Regions from separate parts of the Gossypium hirsutum genome. Here region 1 is linked to region 2. A link is a contact called in public Hi-C data. All regions are on one chromosome and are shown on one strand. The core of a region is the stretch at or near the end of the contact, and the rest is flanking DNA. Distances in the headings are between cores, read along the strand shown. Region 1 holds the start of LOC107951562. Region 2 holds the start of LOC107951552 (protein CHUP1, chloroplastic).

What was found. A called contact is a pair of places that touch in the nucleus more often than the background predicts.
Region 1: a contact with region 2 is called in a Hi-C map of leaf, with 1.6 times the contacts expected there. The contact joins the promoter of LOC107951562 here to the promoter of LOC107951552 in region 2. A contact is called at or near these places in 3 of 34 Hi-C or Micro-C datasets (hypocotyl and leaf).

Annotation. Positions count from the first base shown.
Region 1 is chrA02:9,766,426-9,769,549 of Gossypium_hirsutum_v2.1, forward strand. LOC107951562 reads left to right here and starts at 1,266. Exons shown (of 2, transcript XM_016886647.2): 1 at 1,266-1,493; 2 at 1,723-3,124. The coding sequence starts at 1,453. The coding sequence ends at 2,293.
Region 2 is chrA02:9,587,146-9,590,701 of Gossypium_hirsutum_v2.1, forward strand. It overlaps LOC107951552 (protein CHUP1, chloroplastic), which reads left to right and starts at 1,394. Exons shown (of 7, transcript XM_016886637.2): 1 at 1,394-2,381; 2 at 2,486-2,926; 3 at 3,031-3,162; 4 at 3,491-3,556. The coding sequence starts at 1,827.

The DNA.
Region 1 (3,124 bases), core at 16-2,515, 180 kb after region 2:
TCATGGATGTGGAGAATGGATACTTCCTGGTTAAATTTCAAAGCCGAGATGATTACGAGAAAGTTCTTACCTAGGGGCCATGATCGTGCTCGGGCAGTATCTCACAGTCCAATCGTGGACTTCGGAATTTAATCCCTTTCAGGCTTTTCCCAGCAGTACTATGGTTTGGGTTCGGTTACCTGATCTACCCGACTATCTTTACAAATAGCGTGTTCTTGAGGAAATAGAGGGATTAATAGGTAAGGTCATTAAACTTGATTTTCAGACGAACAAGGGCTCAAGGGGGAAATTTGCTGGAAAACCTCTAACTCTCAGATCCAAGTTAATGGCATGGTTCAGAGGATTGAATTCGAATCACTTCTGTTAGTGTGTTTTTTGTGTGGCAGGTTCTGACACTTGCAAAACCTTTGCCTTGGCTCTGGCTTAGCGAACAACACGGTAGTGGGTTTAGTTTTGACAGCGGGAACCCCATCGGAAAATGACAAGGCGGTGGAGCCGGTTGATGCCTTTGGGCCATGGATGCTGGTCGAACAAAAATCCAGGTGCAATTTAAGGAATCGTCAAATCATTGATAAGGTAACTGGGGAATGTGCCTTGAATTCACTGGAAATTGAAACATCAGAAAATGGCGCAGCGGCGGTTAATTTGTTGGGAGTAAATTTTCAAAAAGGAGTTTTCTTAAAGGAGAAGGGACAAGGAGCACCACTTAGGGCTAATAAAAATTTTGAGTTAGTGACGAAAATGATAAACATTTTTAGTGTTTTGGGGAAGCTTAATTCGGCTAAGCCAGGGACATCAAATGGGGATGTTAATGTGGTGGACTTTGGGCCTAGATCAAATAATATGGACATACTAAATGGACCACCAATGGAAGATCCAAATTCGTGGGTTTTGGAAATTGCAAAAATCGAAAGTTCAAATTTATTTAGGCTTGGACAACAAGGCTGAGGAGATGGGGGCTTGGAGAATAAGGGTAACTTGGATAATTCCTTGGCTTTGGTGAAGGGAGTTGGTACGAAGCAAATGCAGAATTTGGGGGTTTCGAATATTAATGATGATTTCACCATGTTGGGTGTTAATTCTCATTTTAATCCAACTTCCAATGATCCAGTGGAGGCAGTGGTGAAACTTAACAGTGAGGTCCTCGACCCTAGGAGATATTCAGCTGTTATTTTCAAGGAGAATAAGGTACCCAAAATTATCAGTTCCAATGAAGATGCTGATTTGATTGGGAGGTATAAAGGAATTTTGATTTCAAAAGGGAAGGATCAAGGGCTAAGGGTGGATCTGTCTGTAGTGGCGGCGTTATCAACAAAATCATTTTGAACCATGGGGGATGTTTTAAAAACTCTAGTAATGCGAGGGTTCCATTATCAGATTCTATGAACTCCATGGCCAAACTCATTTGCTCGCAGATTGACATTGAGATTGAGAAGGGAAATTTGAACCGTGATGGGAAAAGCCGTGAAGAAGGCTATTTACCAGTATTTGCGGTTAGTTTTCTAACTTTCTTTATTTTTATTAATATATGAGTTTATCTATTTTTTCTTGGAACTTTTAAGGGTGTGTTAGTAACAAGTTTCCGTGGATTTTTCATGAGTATAATCAGGAGTATAAATCGGATATTATTGGTCTTTTAGAAATAATAGTTAATAGTGGAAAAGTTGACTTGTGTTTTTGATAGTTCCTCAACGACCTATTTTTGTTCTTTTTTGTTTACAGTAGCCCTAATTGTCGTAAACGGAGGTGTCTTTGGGATGCTTTAAAGGCGAATTTTTTGGGTAATGGCTATCATTGGATGGTAGTTGGAGATTTTAACGCACTTTTAGCCTCCAGTGAAAAGAAGGGTGGGCGAGTTAGTGGAAAAAGATATTCTTATTTTGGGAACTTTGTAGATTCGACAGGGGTTCATGATTTTGGATTCAAATGTGCTCCATTCACGTGTTGTAGAAGTGGAGTCTATGAACGACTTGACAGAGCTATCGAAAATTATGTGTGGCTTGTGTCTTTCCCAAATTATTTTGTGACTCACCTCTCCAGACTCATAGCTGATCACAGGCCTTTGGTCTTGACTCTTCAACCTATGCTTCATTCTGTTATGGGATCACCTTTTCGTTTTCTGGCAAGATGGATTGAACACTGGAAATTTTTTTACTTTGTTAAGAAGAATGGGAACTTTAATGGCTCGATGTTCAATACAGTGGCAAACTTTACGAATCAACTAAAAGAGTGGAACAAACAGGTATATGGTCACATTGGGTTTCGAAAAAAAAAGGCTGCTTCAAAAGCTTAACTGTATTCAATGGGAAATAGATTGTTCCTAGTCAAATTCTCTACTTCAGTTGGATTTAGAAGTTAAGGAGGAGCTGGAACAGGTTTTGTGCCATAAAGAACTTCTTTGGAAATAGAAGGCGATATGTGATTGGCTCTCTTTGGGTGACTGAAATACTAATTTTTTCACAGGCGCACTCTTGGAAGAAGAAAGCAGAATTGAATTACGACTTCGAAAACTGAGGTAGAGGTATGGATCTTTGATAAGGAAGGCTTGCAACATGAGGCAATTTGCTTCTTCAAGAATCTATATAGTGAAAATCTGTGACCGATAAGGGGACTTTCTACTAGTTCATTCCTACAGCTTGAGGATAGCGAGGTCTAATTTTTAAGTAAGCCTATCTCTAATGAGGAGATAAAGTCTGCTTTGTTTGATTTGGGGCCTCTAAAGGATCCGGGAAGTGATGGATTCCATGATCTTTTCTTTCAGAGCCAATGGGATCATCTTGGGGGCTCAGTTTGTGGATTGGTCAAAAGTATTTTTGCAGGGGAAAAATGACCCAGAGCTAAACAACACTTTAATTGTTCTTATTCCCAATGTTCCGAATCATAATGTTTTTTTCAGTTTCAACCTATCAGTTAGTGTTCGGTTCTTTATAAGTTGGTGATGAAGATTATTGCCAACTAGTTTAAGTTGGTCTTCCCAAGAATTATTGGCCAAGAGCAGAGTGGTTTTATTGCAGGAAGAAGCACTATCGACAATATTATTATTGCTCAGGAATTGTTTCACTCCATGAGAATTAAGCAAAAGTCTAGTAATTGGTTTGCAATCAAGATTGATTTCAAGAAGGCA
Region 2 (3,556 bases), core at 144-2,643:
ATGTTTGAGGTTATTTGAGAATGGTTAAATTGTTTAAACTTTTTATTTAATCTTTGTATTTTAATTTTTTAATATAATTTGATACTTCGACTTTTATATTGTTATTGGTTAGCCTATATACTTTATTTTAATAAAAAGATTGACATGAAATTTTTTAAAATTATTAACATCGTTAAAATTTTGTTTTAAATTTAGATCCATTATAATATCATATTTTCGTTACATGGCTAACAATTGTATTTTTTTTTAGCTTTAAAATGTTATTTAATTGAATAATTTTAACAACTAGATTTGAATTTTTAAGTTTAAAAAGTGGAGAGGCTAAACTTTTGAAAATAAAAGTGTAAGGGCTAAATATCAAATATATGCTAAGTACAAAAACTTTGAACTTATTTAAACTTTCAAACTTTTAATCTATAAGTGTGATCAATGTTTTAATAATTAGATTGTTAGTTAAATTAGTTAGATTATCGATTTTATCAGACTACAGATCTAACAATAGTTAAATAAATAATTAAAACCTCATAAAAAAAATTATAAAACTGATTCCATCATTGAATTCTTTTTTGCTTTCATTTTAAATTTTTTTATTGGTTATCTGAACTGTTATTCAAAATTGGTTCAATTCTTATGCACGAATTGATTCTCATTCTAACCGATGTGGGGAGTATACTGGTTTCCTTTTGAGTAAAGTGATATTGACCTTTGGGATGGTAAAGTGAACACGTGTGGTTGTAGAAAAAGAGAAAAGATAAGTGGGCTTTTGTGGGCCTGTTAGATAGGTCCGATGAAATGAGGGTGCATAGGGGGCGAGGTGTCGGGTCATGCAAGGCTTAAAACACACCATTATAATAGTTAGGGGGAAGAAGGGAAGATGCGCCAACCTACCCTAGCTAATAGCCTAATGGAGATGTTTTTGCACTAACGTAACTTTGAACCAATCATTACATTGGTAGATTTTGATGAGACAACTTGAACCGAAATCTATTTTTGAGTATGATTAAGGCGTACGCATTGTTACATCGTTGTACCACTAACCCCATCTTTTAAGGATATATCACCATCGTATTGTAGTTTAGTCACCCTCCAACACCCTTTCCCATTTAAATTTAACATTAAAGAATTATGTACCAATAACAGCATGTAATTGTATATTAACAAACTGAGTAATAAATTGAAAAAGATTTTCACATTGGAGAATTATAGAATGAATCTGTTGGGGTGCATGATGATATCAAAGCATTTTGGGTGATGCGTAATTAATGGAACAACATTTCCCATCAAACCTACTCATTATCTTTCCCATTCTGGATAAAATTTTCAGCCATTAGTTAATTAGATTTCAAGTTTTATCGATAATTTCATTTAATAGATGATCTGTAACTACCATGTAAGTCTCAATTATTCGAGTAATTTTGCTTGGTTCTGAAAGTCCTACACCTGGCCACCGAAGAGGGTTTTTCATCTCACATCTGTCAAATATTGTCGACATATAGAGTGCTGGCAGGATATAATGTAATGTAATGAAATAAAATGTTGTTTTGGTTTGGTTTTGTTTTGTTTGGTTGCGCAGCCATTAAAAATTGCTGGGTGGTCAGTCAGACGATGAGATGTTGACAGTCCTCCCACGGGTTTCGCATATTGCTAATGGAAACACAAGAGATAAGCATCAATATCTGTTAGCGTTTTACATAACTTGTACGAGCAGTCTACCTTTTCTTTCTTGCATTTCCAGTTACAGGGGCACCTGATTTTCTTCATAATCAAGTCAATATCAAGCAATGCAAGACTCTTGAAGTCAAGTTGGAGAAATTTGATTACCCCCTATGAAGCAGCATGAGCCAACAGCAAAGCTAAAACCAGCTGACTGCAAGGTTGCTTCCATTCCCATGTCGCAGCAGCGGAGCACCACCCCTTCGAGCTTTAGAGTTAACTCCAAGCCTAAAGATCAGTCAGCAGCTAGGCCCAAAAGTGTACCCCCTGACACCACCAAAAACAGTAGGAAGTCTGTGATGATGATGAACAAGCCTAAATCTGGGGACCAACTGCCAGCAGGTGGGTGCTATCACAAGGGTAGAGTTGTGGAACAATTTGGAAAGCCTAGGCGTTCTAGTGCTAATTCAAGCTCAACAACAGAGAAGAATAGTACTGTTGATGAACTGAAAGAGAAGCTAAGTTGTAGTGAGGGTTTGGTTAAAGATTTGCAGACTCAGGTGATGGGTTTGAGGGCAGAATTGGATGGGGCTCGGAGCTTGAATATGGAGCTGGAGTCTCTTAACAGAAAGCTTAAGGAGGACCTTGCTGCTGCTGAAGACAAGATAGCAGCTCTTTCAAGCCCTCAACCTGACCCTGACCCTCACCCCGACCAGGTGCACCTGCAGGTTAGATCCTTAATATGTACTATAATTCCTTTCAAGTTTCATTTCTTTGTGATTTCTAACAACTTCATATATATAATATATATGCATGTATTTACTGAAAGAAGAGGGAGTCAAGTGGAGAGCACCAGAGCCCCAAATTCAAGGACATTCAGAAACTCATTGCCAACAAATTGGAACACCCAAAAGTTACGAGGGGGGAGGCAAGAACAATTAAAGTGCCACCACGGCCAACTGCTTCTTTGGCTCCCAAAGATGCCAGCCATCAGACAATCGCACCAATAACTTACTCTCAGCCACCGCCTCCACCACCACCGCTGCCATCGCTGCCACCACCTCCGCCACCACCTCGTTTCCCTGCTAAAGCAGCTACCACTCCAAAGGCTCATTCCCTTGTAGTGGGCCCTGTACAAAGTTACCAAGAAAAGAAAAAGGACCCCCCAGTAGCAGCAGCAGCAGCAGCATGGAATCAAAAGAAACCCACGGTTATTAGCGTGCATAGTAGCATAGTTGGTGAAATTCAGAACCGCTCAGCTCATCTGCTAGCAGTAAGCATCTAGTATTTTGAATTAGAGATATAGAGCTGATTGGTTTGTTTCCGTTGATTGTCTCTGAAAACTTGGCTGTTAAAAGTTGATGATACTTTTGCTAGATAAAAGCGGATGTTGAAACAAAAGGAGAATTCATCAACAGTCTTATCCACAGAGTCTTAGCTGCAGCCTATACAGACATAGAAGAGGTCCTGAAATTTGTTGATTGGCTTGACAATGAACTTTCATCCTTGGTAAAGTCTCAAACCTCTCAACGTTGTTTGCTTCGATATGGTTCTAATTTCATTTCAGTGCCACTGCATAATTGGTCTTAACAAATCTTGAGTCATATGTAACTCTGCATAATCTGTTCCCAGTTTCTTCTTATAGATCTGTTACTCATATCGTAATGTTTTATCACAAGAAAGTATCTTCTTATAGATTCTATGAAAGAGAAGAATTATTTTGTCCATGATATTAAAGAAGTTTAAGCAAAGTTATATTCAAGTTGTATGAGGCAGTTTTAGTACATTGGAGATGCACATTTGAGTTATTTGCATTGCTTGTATCCTGTTTCTACAGGCCGATGAGCGTGCTGTGTTAAAGCATTTCAAGTGGCCAGAGAGAAAAGCCGATGCCATGCGAGAA